2 separate regions of the Sus scrofa genome follow, and region 2 is linked to region 1. A link is a contact called in public Hi-C data. All regions are on one chromosome and are shown on one strand. Each heading gives the region's core, a stretch centred on a gene start, on an enhancer-like site or on the middle of the called end of the contact. The rest is flanking DNA. Distances are from core to core; before and after follow the strand shown.

What was found. Hi-C and Micro-C count contacts between places; a contact is called where the count stands out from the background.
Region 2: a contact with region 1 is called in a Hi-C map of embryonic fibroblasts, with 2.1 times the contacts expected there. The contact joins two enhancer-like sites. A contact is called at or near these places in 1 of 5 promoter capture datasets (liver), 3 of 47 Hi-C or Micro-C datasets (embryonic fibroblasts, fetal heart ventricle and skeletal muscle) and 2 of 2 datasets of contacts at active chromatin or transcription factors (alveolar macrophages and skeletal muscle).

What each region holds. Positions count from the first base shown.
Region 1 is chr7:38,843,761-38,847,413 of Sscrofa11.1, forward strand. No RefSeq gene overlaps it. Among named protein-coding and RNA genes, the nearest start is that of TRNAV-AAC, 92 kb to the left of the region's middle. Within about 2 kb of position 1,686, at least 12 of the 83 cell types and tissues checked have an H3K27ac peak or open chromatin away from gene starts, as enhancers often do. A contact at or near this core is called in embryonic fibroblasts, where this site is marked.
Region 2 is chr7:39,068,116-39,072,352 of Sscrofa11.1, forward strand. No RefSeq gene overlaps it. Among named protein-coding and RNA genes, the nearest start is that of TMEM63B, 67 kb to the right of the region's middle. Within about 2 kb of position 1,551, at least 28 of the 83 cell types and tissues checked have an H3K27ac peak or open chromatin away from gene starts, as enhancers often do. A contact at or near this core is called in embryonic fibroblasts, where this site is marked.

The DNA of each region.
Region 1 (3,653 bases), core at 436-2,935:
AGCCACAGCAATGCTGGATCCTTAACCCACTGTGCTGGGCTGAAGATCGAACCTGTATCCCAGCGCTCCCAAGAAGCCACCATTCCCATTGTGCCACAGCGGGAACTCCTCCTCCTGGTCTTGAATGATCTCTAAATTATTTAGGCCCCCATTGAGCCTGGCTTTGGGGTAGTTCCAGGCAGCATTCGAGCTAAACTAGTTTCCTACTCCAAGTCAGCATCCTCTTGGGGAAACTGAGTTCCAGGGGGAGGATAAGGACTTGCCCTGGCTCGCAGACCATCCAGGGCTAAGCTGGGACCAGAACCCACGTGTCCTCAGGCTGGCTGTCTCCTGGGCTTCCTCCAAAACTCTAGGCAGGCCTGGCTGTATAATTTGTCAGGTTCACTGTAAAATGAAAATGCTGTACAGCTTGCTCACAATTAAGAATTTCAAGCTGGGGAGTTCCTGTCGTGGCTCAGTGGTTAACGAATCCGACTAGGGGATTCGATCCCTGGCCTTGCTCAGTGGGTTAAGCCATAGCTCTGATAAGACCCCTAGCCTGGGAACCTCCATATGCCGCGGGAGCGGCCCTAGAAAAGTCAAAAAGAAAAAAAAAAAATAAAAAAGATTTTCAAGCTGATGGACTTCTACTGTGGCGCAGTGGGTTCAGGATCTGATTGTAAGGGCCCAGGTCCCAGTGGAGGCATGGGTTCCATCCCCAGCCCGGTGCAGTGGGCTAAAGGATCTGGCATTATTGCTGTGGCTCAGATTCAATCCCTGGTCCAGGAACTTCCATATGCTAAGGGTGCGGTCATTTAAAAAAAAAAAAGCAAGAATTTCAAGATGATGACAGCAGAGCATTAAACCAAGTGTGGGGCCCTGCTAAACGTGAGCCTTCGTGCAAGGGCATGACTCAGAGAGGACGGAGCCGGCCTGCTCACTAGGAGTGGGGACCCAGCCAGATCGCCCCTGGGGCTTCTGAGGACATGCGCCTCACAGCTGGATGGGTCTCTGAGACAGCCAAAACCATCCTAGTCCCAAGACAAGTAAAATCCCCAGTTTGGGGACCCCGCCTGCACGGAGGAGCAGGGGGTACAAACTCAGGCAGGGAGATGGATTCTGAGGTCTGTCTTGATCAGCAGCTAGATTTTTTTTTTTTTCTTTTTTTTGCTTTTAGGGCCGCACCCAAGGCATATGGAAGTTCCCAGACTAGGGGCCGAATCAGAGCTATGGCTTCCGGCCTATACCACAGCCATAGCAAAGCAGGATCCCAGCCTTGTCTGCGACCTACACCACTGCTCACGGCAATGCTGGATCCTTAACCCAGTGAGCAAGGCCAGGGATTGAGCCCACAACCTCGTGGTTCTAGTCGGATTCGTTTCCGCTGCGCCAAGACGGGAACTTCTAGCTGTTTTAGCTACCTCCCCTGGAAAGTTCTTGGGGGCCTCTGGTTTGGAGGCTGAGGGAGGAGGGGGGCGCCGAGGGAAGGGGGCTGTAGCAGCTCCTACCACCTTTTGCAAAAGGGAGAACAAAGGGGCTTTGCTGGGAGATGTTGGAAGATGAAGCGGCTGGGTCCAGGGCAGACCCAGCAAGCCCCTGGGGGCCTGAATTAGCAGAAGCAGCGACTGAAAGGGGAGAACTGGGGCTCCCGGCCCCCTGACCGAGGCCCCGCCCCCTCGGTCCCCGCCAGGGCCTCCTCACACAGCTAATCTGCTGCTTTGCCTGAGCTCCTGCCTGGGGCCTGTGTGAGAGGCTGGTCTCCTCCACTTAGAGGAGGACCGGAGCCTTCCTGGGGAAGGAGCTGCCTGACCCCTGACCCCTGATCCCAGGGGCACAGCCTCTGAGCAGGCTGGGTGGCCCAATTTGGGCTGACACTTGGCTGAGCTAGGGATGTGAGGTGAAATCACTGCTCCTCCCTGGGCCTCTCCTTTCTGCTGATAAGTGGGCTTCGGGGGCCACCAACTCCTCAGCCACCCCAGGGGTCCTTGAGCTGGTGCCAGCAGGCATGAAGGAAGCCACCTCTCAGTCATGTGGTGCCTGATGGACAAGAGTGTCCCCAACCCAGATGGGACTTTGGGTTCTTGGGCTGATAGATGTCTAATCATTTAATACAAATGAGAAGGGGTTTGAGGTCCCATGATCCGGTCCCCCACTGGCCTTCCCAGTTTTACTTCTTACCACTTCCCATGTTATCACTGATGCTGCAATAACAGCTAGCTGTGCATGCTGTGGTTTTTGTGGCTGCTCTTTCATTCTCTGGAATGCTCTGTCCTGGCTTGCTCTTCTTTTCCTTCTCTCTCTCTTTTTTTTTCTTGGCCATGCCTATGGCAGGGGAAAGTTCCCAAGCCAGGAACTGAACCCACACCACAGCAGTGACCTGCGCTATAGCAGAGACAACACTGGATCCTTAACCCATTGAGCCGCCGGGGAACTCCTCGCTCTTATTTCTTAAGGGCCAGCTCTATTGGCCCCCCTCTCACCCCTCCTTGCGGATCTCAATACGCTCACTAACCTAACAGTCTTTTCTGTGTCTGTGTCTCTCCCAGGATACCACAGGCTTCCTGGGAGCTGGTTTCCCCTGAGCCACAAAGACCTGAGCCTGTGGGCAGCACCTGACGACCAGGATACCTCAGAGCCCATAGGGGAGACAAGGATGACACAGCAAGACAACTACAGAACTGCCTGGGTTCTCAGGGCTGTGGAGAGACTTACAGGGCGACAGGAAAGCACCAGACTGGGGGAGCTGTAATTAGAGGCATCCAGAGGTGAGGGGGGTAGAAGAAGCCGGGAAGGAGCAGAGCATTCCAGGCCGAGGGAACTGAAGGGCTGCGGGTGCTGGAAGGGGAAGGCGGCTGTGTGCAGGAGCTGGGGCCACGGAGAGGGTGGGAGACATGGCTGGGGTGGTCAGGCCCAGCCTCAGAGGCCGTGCAGGGGATTTTAGACCTCGTCTGACGATGAGGGGTGTGAAGTCATTAAGTGGGTTTAAGCGGGTGAAGGAGCGAAGGGGTGCGATTTGCATTTCTAAGGGATCACTTTCGCTGCTGTGTGGAGAGTGGATTAGGAGGCACAAGAGGCTATTGCTGTGGTGAGAGGGGACCGAGAGGGGAACGGACAAATTGAGAGATTTAGGGTGGGAGCTGACAGAACGTGGAGATGGGAGGCTTTGTAGGGACAGGGAGGGGGGCAGGCTCCAGGTTTCCCACTTGCCTGGTCAGTGGCCCTGGGCGGCCTGCATGTACCTTGCGTGACACTGTGGACCCATGTCAGCCAAGAGTGGGGGTGGGGATGTCAGCTCCAGCCTCCCTGCCTCGGAGCAGCCCTGTGGGACAGGAATGTGGGGCCAGGCAGCAGCTGCCCAGCTGTTCTCCCTGTCAGGGTCCCAGGGGACAGGAGGACAGAGCTTCACACGGATGTGGACACCACGTGTGAGCACACGGACCCTTAGACTCACAGACACATTCCCAGCATCCTCTGCGAGGTAGACATTCGAACACTAACCCTGAGACCCAGATTTATACAGGGCGGCCCCATCCCAAACTGCATGCATGTGTTGAGGTGTGTAATTAGATCTATTTAGGGGAAAAATAACCAACACTTGGTGGGGGCTTGGTACGGGCCAGATTTTACACACCTCCTATCCTATAGAGATGCACAAAATTGACAGAGGACACCCA
Region 2 (4,237 bases), core at 301-2,800, 220 kb after region 1:
AGTCTGTGCTCGCCAGAGCGGGGGGAGGCGGGCAGACAATGGACCCCACAGCCCAGCCTCCCGGCCTTGGCCCCTTGAGCTGGGCAGGCAGCTGCTGGCCAAAGCAGCCGCCTCCGCTGGCCCCTCACGTAGCCCACGTCCTGCCTGCTGGGTGGGCCTTATCACCGGGTACGTGCCAGGAGCTCACATGCCCACACTCTGCTGTGGGGAGAGGAGTGGAGACCCGAGATGGATGGAACCCATGGGAAGTAAGGCTTCCTGCTTCCCCCTGCACCCCCCAAACTCCCAAGGAGGGGCCTGAGAGCCCCTTGGGGAATGTCCCACCCCCAGAGAGACCTTAGCCCCATCTTGCCAAGTCCAAACTCTCAATCACTCTTAGACCGAGGGAGGGTTGGGGTTGGGGAGAAGGAAGAGGCCAACATCTTCATAGAATTACTTGGGGTGACCAACTCACAAATACCAATTATACCTCAATGTAAGTACTATGACATTACACCCATGGGGAAACAGAGGCTCAGAGAGGTTGTATAACTTTCCCACAACCACACAGCTGGTAAGGACAGAGTCAGGATTCGAACCATGGGGCCAAAGCAGGTCCAACAGAACCCAGCAGGAGCAGGGACAGGACTGGGCAATATTCAGCCTCCCGCCTCACGGGAATGAAGGCTTTGAGGTCTGACAGACGCGGGTTCAAGGCTGGGAGCCGCATGCTCTTGGCCAAGTGAAGTCCCTCTCTGGGCCAACTTTTCTCATCCATTAAATGGACACAGCGATGCCACGAGGAAAGACACAGTGCTATCTCCCCACACACCCCCACCTCACAGAGCTCAGGCTGTCCTTCCATCGAGCAACTAGAATGTCCCCTGTCTGGTCTGTGGAAGCCCACCAGCCCAGGCACCCTTGAGCCAAACCCACAGAGCCACTCCAGCCCCTGGCACTTGGGCTCTGCTGCAAGTCACTCACTTATCCAGCCAGGCAACCCCAATGGCATGGCTGGCTCCGCTCGAGCACTGTCGTCATTTACCTCCCGGAGGCTATTGGGTTCTTCCTGTCTTCTCTCCCCAAGACTGTGAGCACCTGCAGGGGGCGCTGAGGACAACGGGCTGAGGGCAGAGGCGCGGCTCCCCATCAGATCAGAGTATCTGAAGGAAGACAGGAGAAGTGTTACATCAGACACCCCAAGCAGAGGCTGAGCAAGCCACGCCATCCAGGCTACCTGGCTGGGGAACATGCGTGGTTGGATCCTGCCCGTGTTTCCAGACTGCCACCCAGGAGCTGTGTGCCCCTGAGCAGGTCTCTCGCCCTCTCTGAGCCCGATTCCTCACTTGCCAAGTGGAGACCACATTCCCCACGCACATCCCAGGCTCGTGAAGTTACAAGGAAGCCACGTGGGTGACACACTCCTTCCTCATAATCTCTGCTAGTGGATTAGGAGCAGAGTCTGCGTGTGTGGGCAGGGAGGGGGCCGTGCTGACGGGGAGGACAAGGGAGACAGGCACAGACGTCAGAGAAGCAGAGAAGCAGAGAACCAGAGGGGTTTCCCCATCATGATGTGCGGCCTGAGGCTGCTCCGGCAGAGGAAGAAAGGCTGAGGTGCTGAGTCACGGGCCAGGCTGGAGCTGCTGGGAATCTGCTCCCTTCCCAGCCACTGAGAGTGAAATGACCACAGGAGGGACCACAGGAGACACAGGGAAGCCTCAATGAATGGGGCGGTGGCCCAATACGATGGGAAGGGAATTGTGGCAGACGCTGGGGGAGGCAGCCTGAGGGTGAGACTCAGCTCTGACTTGACCGGGACCCCGGGGGTGACAGAGACCCGCAGCCCTGACCTCGGGGAGCCCCAGTCTTATGGGGAGAGAGAGGAAGTCAGCCTTCAGGGAACTCCTGATCTGTTGGGGAAGTGGTGCTGACGTCTGCCGCAGGGAGTTACCGTGTGATGGGCAGACTCAGCCCCTGTCCTTGGGGAGCCCCAGCTACGTCTGAGGGACCACTGTTCCTGTCTTCCTTCGGACCCTCTAATCTGGTGGGGCAGACGTGGCCTCTGCCCTCTGTCTTAGCATTCCAGCTTCAGCGAAGGTGTGCAGGCACAGGTGAACCCGCGGTGCAGAGGCCCTGCTCTTACCCTGGGGACCACCTGCCTGATCGGGGGAGATAACAGCTCGCAGTAGGGAGAGAGTCCTTGGTCCCGCCCAGGGCAAGGGGTCCTCCCCAGAAGTGCTTCCAAGCTCCTGGACACAGAGGGCGGAGGGAGACACGAGTGCTACCACATCTGGTCTGGAGTGGCTGGGCTCGCTGCCCCAAACAGCTGGGCCACATCTGGCTTCCAGACACCCACCTCTTTCTCAGTGATTCACTCCGCCCCCCGTGTCTGCCAAGATGGGGTGATGTGGGCTGCACTCGCTTCCCACACGCATGCGCCACCCAAACCTGAGGCAGGGCTGGGGGCAGTGAGCACCTGTTCTTGTCCTGGCTCTCATGTCCCTTTGCCACTGTTGTCGGGGTGAGGGGTGTCCAAGGTCACCCTTGATTCACCGTGACTCGGTCGCCCTGCCTGGAACTCTCACACTCTGGCTACACAGACTTTATGCATGATGGTGAGCGGCCCTGGAGTCAGCACGGAGGAGGCTGCAGAGCCAGCCTGGCGTGCCCAATGCTCCAACCAACCCTCCCTGGGGAAGGAAAGCTCCCGGAGAGCAGAGAATGGGGCTGGGGGGACAAGCAACTCCAGGGAGGGAGCAAGTAGGGAACACATGTCATTTCCCCACCAAACGGGGCTCCCTGAGTCAGGGCTGTGCCTCCCCTCAGACTGGGGCTCTCTGAGTCAGGGCTGCGTCTCCCTCTCAGACCGGGATTCCCTGAGGGCATGGCTATGTCCCCCCTCAGACTGGGGCTCCCTGAGGCAGGGCTGTGTCTTTCTCATCAAACTGGATCTAAACTGGGCCTCCTGAGCTCTTGAACAGGTGACTCATCCACCATCTGCATCCCTGGGGTTTTCAGGCTGGTTGGAGAGTTGGAGGTGGGAAGGAGCAACTTCCCAACAAACCCTATCCTGAGGGAGACGGATTATACTCGCTGACGGGGGCTTCCTCAGAGAGCAGCTGGCTCCCAAGTCACCCACTCATCTCACCAGGGGGTCCCTCCCACTGTCTAGCCCCTGTCTCTCATGCTGGGCAGAGTGGACCCACAGGACATGTACAGGGCCTGGTGCGGTCCAGCTGAGAGAACTGGCACTCTCTGGCATCTGGCTGCCCTCAGCTGCAGGTGTCTGCAGGTCCCGTTCCTTCAAGCTCTGCAGTTGAGTGTGGGGAGGGGCAGACGAGCCTGGGGCCATCTGTGGTCTGGGGAGGGCAGGTTAGCCAGGCTTTTGCCACCATGAGTCCAAATCAGCATGGGAAGTGGGTCTCAACTCCTATCCGCTCGACCTTATCCTGCATGTTATCCCCACAGCCAAGAGGTGACCCCAGTGGGTCACTGCGAGGGGGCAGCCCTACCCTGCATGGAAACATTTTGGTAGCGAAGGAAGAAGAAACAGGCTAGATGGGCCTGGGAACCCACACTCTTTTTGTTGTTGTTGTTGTTGTTGTTGCTTTTTAGGGACACACCTGCGGATATGGAGGTTCCCAGGCTAGGGTTGAACTGGAGCTGCAGCTGCCGGCCTACCCCACAGCCAAAGCAACGCTGGATCCGAGCGGCATCTGCGACCTACACCACAGCTCATGGCAATGCTGGATCCTTAACCCATGGAGCGCGGCCAGGAATCGAACCCGTATCCTCCTGGATCCTAGTCCCACCCCACACTCTTAATCACAGTTCTATACATGGAGCAGGGCTCTCCCCAGCCCTCTGCCCCCACTTCTTCCTATTACCTCCTTTCCTCCTGCACCTCTTTCAGAGAAATGAAACACAAAGCCAGGTAGAAACCACATGAGGCCACAGCAGAAGCAAAGGCTTCTGGGTGCTGTTGGAGAGTCTGCCCTCTCCATCTCATGCCAAGAGTAGAGTGTCGCCATGGCTGAGAGCACCCTGAGCTAGCGACCCACTGGGCAGAAGGAGAGACTGAGGCCTGTGACTGTGCAGAGCCAGAGTAGATCCAGGCCTGGAGTAAGCTCTCCAGGCCTGAGTCAGGGTGGTCTCTGGCCCAGTGGGACTGGGAGCTTCCTGGGGTCAAGGACAGTCTCCAGCTTGCTGAAAGGAGCTTGCTAAGCAGGCTGAGCACAGCACCCAGACTGGCCCTGGG